Regions from separate parts of the Triticum aestivum genome. Here region 2 is linked to region 1. A link is a contact called in public Hi-C data. All regions are on one chromosome and are shown on one strand. The core of a region is the stretch at or near the end of the contact, and the rest is flanking DNA. Distances in the headings are between cores, read along the strand shown. Region 1 holds the start of LOC123147611 (survival of motor neuron-related-splicing factor 30). Region 2 holds the start of LOC123147613 (serine/threonine-protein kinase-like protein CCR4).

Region 1 (3,163 bases), core at 366-2,865:
TTATTTTTTGTTGCCCCCAGAGTGTATACATGTTGTAAGTGATAAAACAAGACGCTACACCATAAGTAAGGAAAAACATTGCTTTATTTTAGTTTGAACCACCTTTTTACATGTTGAAACACTTTGAAGTTTGAGCCATGTGTTGGACCTAAAAATCTGTGGTTTCTAATGGAATAGGTAGCAAGGCCACTTTGCCACCTATTGCACACCGTCCTCGCCCTGAAAGATCTCGCTCCACTCCATTTTTGGGTGTCTAGGTCCATGGTGATGTTCGCGGCTTCTTCCTCTCTCACGTGTATTACGGTTCGAGCTGCTGGATTGTACTGACATGAGCAACTCCAAGGCATGCTCGATGCAAGTGGATACAAAGCCCAATGAATTTGTCGTGTCGGCCACTTTTGCGTCTTACTCCTTGCACAACTGGGGCATTGTTTGGCACCCTGTCCAGCAATATCCTACTCTGACGCGTCCTGTTTTGATCTACCCTTCATAGCAAGTGTGCGTCCACATGAACTCCTTGTGTGATGTCCACCAGAGCCTTGTTAAATTTAAATGCACTTTAAGTTGTTTTGGCTGGATCTTCTAGCGAAAACTTGCCCATCAACTGAGGTGCAAAAATGTGTCGCTCATTTCCACCGAGCGCTAGCTCCGCCTAAAGGACCTCTGAATGAGCTCAGGGACATCATTTTTCTTTGTTTAAACCTTAAAATTAACATATATACATGTATATACTTCCAATATTTTTTAAAATGTGATGGGGAAATAATAATTATTTACATTTTAAAATATCAAGTAATTTGAAAAGTATTCACACCTTTAAAACTGTTCTTGTAATTTTAAAAATTATTTTAAAAATATTCATATAATTTATAAAATTGTCAATAGATTAGCATTCACATGTTGTAAGATTTTTTATCTAACTAAAAAGTTCCGTATTGTAGGAAAATGTTCGTATAATTTAAACGCGTCTTTGCATTTTTAAAAGTATTAATTTATTTTGTGAAAACTTTAATATCTGGAAATTATTTCTTCAAAATAAAATAAAAATAAAAATGAAAAGGAAAATCAATTAAACATGAAAAAAGGCAGAAAAAAATGACTCCGGATAGTGGTAAGTTCTTCCTTGTACAGATGGTTGAGAGAAGGAGGTGTCTTCTCTGAGCCTGTGTTGGATACATCGACTGATCAAGACACCTCAAGACCACGAGAAGTAGAAATAGTGAGAGGACCGCTTACAAGGAATGCTGTGATAAGCTGGAAAGAAGGCTAAGATATTGGTGAAAAGGGTTTCCATGAAATGGTAAGCAAAAGAGATTAATCCTACACAAACACGAGGGTTGGGAATAAGATTTTTTTAACTACTATATAGGTTTGGGAATAAGTTTTTCTTTTTTGAGCGGTGGTTTGGGAATAAGTTTTTCCTTTTTGAGAATTGGTTTGGGAATAAGTGAGTGTCAGAAAAACGAAAATCGCCCAGCGCCGGGCCAGCCCGCTCACACGCGCGTCGCATTTGCGCATCCACGCAGCAAACCCCACGATGGGCCGAGAGTTGCAGTCCCTGAGTCCCAGCCCAATTGGAAGAGGCAAATCGACTCGGCCTCTTCTTCCTCGCGATAAAAATCCATCCCCACCACGAACAGACAACAACAATAAGATTTCCCCAAACGAACAAAAAGAAAACTCTCGGGCGGCGCGAGGCGTCACGAATCGAATCGAATCGAGCTCGAGCCGGAGGAGAGCGTCGGAGGCGGCGGGCATGGAGGATCTCAGCGTCGAGGAGCTCGCCTCCAATCTCTCCACCTACAAGGACCAGCTCCGCGAGGTCTCTCCCCCTCCCCCCATCCCCCCCTCGCGTCCAATCCTCGGTAGTAATTCGTTGTGCTGCGGCGATTCCTCCATCAGTTCTGGTTTCCCCACCTAGGTGCTGCGCGTTATTAGGGCCACAATAATTTGTGCGCAGCTACGTGCTTTGTTTCTGTGCTTTGGATGCTGTGTGTTCAGAGATTAGGTTTCGGATGTGCGTCCGATTCTAGGGTTTCGAGAGGCCTAAGTGAAAAGTCCAGGACCTTACAATTGATTAAACCTTTGATTAAATAGTAGAGCAGCCGTAATAACCTGCTCTTATCACTATTTCCCCAGCTAAAAGAGTTATCATTTTCATTATGTTAAAGGGACGCCGGGTATTGGAACAATCTGTGGAAATCTGCCTGCTCATGTCAGCGATAGATAGCTAAATTAGTTTGAACTGCAGAGTTAAAAAATCCTAAGGTAAGTGTTGGATTCTGAGACTTCTTAGAAATACATATTGGACAACACTGGATTGACACATTATGTAGCTTGATTGGTTCCCATGAATTCTATACTAGGGCTGTATTGTGTTGGTGCTGCTTGGTGGAGCAAAATGTTTCGATGTCCATCGCCCATTTGATCCTGCATTTTGTTGAATTTACATATGTGCAGAAGACAGAACAGTCCACTGGTTCACAAATCAGAGCATGCAACTTTTTATGTTCATGTGGTTAACGCTTTGTAAAGTGCACATGGTGGTTGAATTTTGTCTCGAGACTTGTTGATGTATTTGTTCCAAGTTTGGTCCCTTGTTGCAGTCATTGTTTCGCGCTAGATTCTACTCACTCTTTTTAATATTTTGTCCATGTCTTTCTGTTTTAGAGGAGTGATTTACATTGAAAATTGATTAAATGATCTTCTATAAACAAATATGACATCTGCTCTGATCTATCCGGACCATAGTAGCGGGAAACGGGGAACGGTAGGCCGTCCCTCGATCCCGATTCATCGACCCGGAATCGGATTCGGGAACGAGGTCAGATTCGGTACGATTCGATGAAGATTCGGCGTTCCCGCAGCCTGCTCCTCGATTCAGGTTCCAGGATCCAACAGCCAAAACGTGAGGCATAATTTACTCACGCCGTCGTTTCTTTTCTCAAGGACTCCTCGTTCTTCCTCAAGTCCATTAATTACAAGGGATCCATTAACAGCAAGGAATGCTGACCGTCAGGGAGTCGTCGTTCTTCAGGAACTGTGTTCCTCGACCCATGATACCGTCCCGGGTTCATCGTACCCAAACGGATTGGATCGCGTCCCCGCTATAAAAAATTCGTTCGAGAGATGTATACCCTCGTTGTATCCTATTTTTTTTAGC
Region 2 (3,163 bases), core at 486-2,985, 310 kb after region 1:
CCGTCGGGGAGCTTCGCGCGGTACACGGACCCGAAGCTGCCGCTCCCGATCTTGGCCTCCTCCGCGAACGCGTTCGTCAGCCGCGAGAGATCCTTGAGCGTGAACTCCTCGCACCCGAGCGGTCGCGCAGGCTGCGAAGCCGAGCGCTCCCGCGCCGGCATGACCATGATCTCCACGTCGCCGTCGCGGCAGAGCCGCCTGGACGACGACTCCCCGAGCCGGACGGTGGCGTGCGCCTTCTTCTCCGACTTCCTGGACGCCAGCACGTAGAACGTCAGCCCTGCTACGATGATCACCAAGACGCCGGCGCTGGCCACGCCGAGCCCCACGAAGAGCGTCTTCTTCTTCTTCGCATCACCAGCCCCGTCACCGAGCCGGGCCGTACTCCCATTGCTGACGACGATCCTGGACGCGTTCAGTGGCTGCTTGCACGGGCTGCACACGGCGAGTTCTTCGCCGCCCAATCCGCCGCCGGTGCCGCAGAGCCTCCCTGAGTCGGGTACGATGTTGCAGGAGCAGTTACTCTTAGGGGCGCAGGCTCCCGGCATGGTGTTGTTGTAGACGAGGTGCCTCCCGTCGAAGCGGCCGTCGTTCCCCCAGCAGACGACGGAGTAGTTGCTGGTCATGACGGCACACACCGTGTCGCCGTCGGCCTCGATGGAGACGAAGGTGGTGTGCGTGTACTCCTCCGGCACCTTCACGCCCCAGCACCTGACCGTGCCGTTCCCGGCGAGTATGCAGGTGGTGTTGCGGCCGAGCGCCATGGCCATCATGTCGGCCGGCAGCTCGTCGAGACGGACCGTGGGGTTTCCGTCGCCCCAGCACACGAGGCCGCCCAGCTTGTCCACGGCGCAGGCGTGGCGGCGCCCAGCGGCGACCGTCTGGAACGTGACATCAACCCCGTCGGCCGTGAACTGGGGCGTCGACGGCATGGCGCCGCCGTAGCACCTCATGGCGGTGTCGTCGCCTTTCACGATGCCGCAGAGGAAGTCCTGGCCGAGGGCGATGAGGGAGAAGTCGAGGCCCTTGGGCAGGTCGAGGCCGGGCCACTCCCAGCAGGTGGGGTCGTGGTCGTCGGAGAGGCCGCACACGTGCGGGCCGCCGGCGGACATGGAGCGGAGCGAGGGGCCCCAGTAGATGCGCCGGCCTACGGGGCGAGACCGCCTGGCCTCCTCCTCCTCGGTGAAGGACCACCAGCGCATGGCGGCGTGGCCGCCGACGGGCGCCATGAGGCCGCAGAGGAAGTCCTTGCCGGCGGCGATGGCGTTGAAGGGGATGTCGGCGGAGGGGTAGGAGGTGAGGCGGCCGTCGGGCATGGACTTGCACTGGAGCTTGGAGTTGCCGCCGCCATCCTCGTTGACCCTGTCGATGATGAGCGCGCAGACGAGCGTGCTGTTGCGGGTGTGGGAGATGGCGACGGTGGAGAACTGGCGCGGCGACGGCGGCGCGGCGGCCGCGGCGACGGCGAGGAGGAAGGCGATCACGACGAGGAGGCGCGTTGTGCTGGTGGCGAGGCCGGGGCGGCGAGACATTAGCATTGGGAACGAGAGGGAGGAGACGACATGGGTGTATGGATGGAGGGACGGAGGGAGCTCCGGTTTGGCTCGGCTCGCTTGGATTTGATTTCTCGCTTGGTGGCTTGGCTTTCTGTTTCGGGGTTGTAGGTGGGTGGATCGACCGATGGAGAACGAGTCGAGGACACCGCGTCCGCGTTGGGTTTCGTTGCTCGTTGGGTTGGGTTGGGTTGGTTTTACTTTTATATTTTAGTCATGCTACTATACGGAGTAGATTAATTCAGAAATAAGTGTGTGTGATTGTGATGATGGATCGATGATGAGGTGAGGGAGGTTGTTTTGGTTTGGTTTGGTAGACTTGACTAGGTCCGTTGAAATTCAAGTGTCAATGCTTAGCTTGTGAATTAATTTCTCCGACCTCACTTTGCTGCCTGGCTTCTCAGCTAGCTTAGCTCTCTAGCTGCTGCTTAGCTCCAAAACCACAATGATTGCCGGATTATCGGTTGCTAGGAGGCAAATTAGTGCATAACCACTTAGCAGGGCATCTTTTATTTTTTTTGGGGGGGGGGGGGGGGGGAATTATCAGAGCATCTCTAACAGCAGAGAAGCCTTTACCATTCTCTCCTTTTTTACCATTCTCTTGTGCTTTCCGCATTTATACTTAAAAACTTTATTTTTTGCAAAATATACTGAAAACTTGTACTAGTAGGTTATCACTCGGTGTGGTTTCTAATAATCAGTGGTTGTATTAATCCTGAACATGTTCTAGTTACAAAGGCATTGGAAAAAAAATGATAAATGCAGATGGCATACTGAAGATGGAATCAATCTCTCGGTCATGGACATGCAGAGATCATACTTTCATTCACCAAGAGAAACCCAGCAAGAGCAACTGTCATATACTCATATCCAAAAATGCTAGACATACAAAGATTTACAAGCTTTTACAAGCTCTTTTCATCTAACAACCAATTACAAGCCTCTCCCTCCCACCTGATTTTCAGGAGGGTGGGCCATCCCCCTCACTTGTTGACCAATAAAAACTAACCCACCTATAAAAGCCAAACGTGTAGCATTGCCGACTCATATCTCCCATACAGCAACAAACAAATTTATTTTGTTTTGTTTTAGGGTTTCCAGGCATCTGATTCTGCACTGCGCAGTGCCGCAGTCCGTGGAAACGACTGAATCTCCCTCGCAAAAAGGAAAAGAAAGAAATAAACAAACGACTGACTCTACCCTCAGAATCAAGAGCCCGGCCCAGTCTGTACAGTCCCTGCAGAATTGCGGCCAAGTCGGAAGAAGTTAGTGGTGGTTTACTGTTTTTTAAAACTTTTGACATTTACTCTTAAGTTGACAAAAACCCACGCCGGACGAGGTTTCAATCCAAATTACGTGGGCTTGGAAACTTTCCTTCTCTTCTTCAAGCAAAAGGCTGAAAGTTACTACTTTGTCTGTACTATCGCGCAAGTATTACCTGGGTGATTTTCTACATATATGTATGTACTTATAGGGAATGCCCGGTCTTTCCAGAGAACTTGTACACCCCCTTTGTTTATTTATAGTATCAAGAAAACAAGTGCTGTTATGGAGGACAGAAAATGCAGCAGATCTTCAAGCAAGAAAAAAGACGTGCAAGACGGCAAAGA

What was found. A called contact is a pair of places that touch in the nucleus more often than the background predicts.
Region 2: a Hi-C map of an unstated tissue shows a contact between it and region 1, with 6 times the contacts expected there. The contact joins the promoter of LOC123147613 here to the promoter of LOC123147611 in region 1. A contact is called at or near these places in 3 of 5 Hi-C or Micro-C datasets (leaf and an unstated tissue).

Annotation. Positions count from the first base shown.
Region 1 is chr7A:468,602,755-468,605,917 of IWGSC CS RefSeq v2.1, forward strand. It overlaps LOC123147611 (survival of motor neuron-related-splicing factor 30), which reads left to right and starts at 1,616. Exons shown (of 8, transcript XM_044566875.1): 1 at 1,616-1,822. The coding sequence starts at 1,757.
Region 2 is chr7A:468,911,029-468,914,191 of IWGSC CS RefSeq v2.1, forward strand. It overlaps LOC123147613 (serine/threonine-protein kinase-like protein CCR4), which reads right to left and starts at 1,736. Exons shown (of 1, transcript XM_044566877.1): 1 at 1-1,736. The coding sequence starts at 1,538.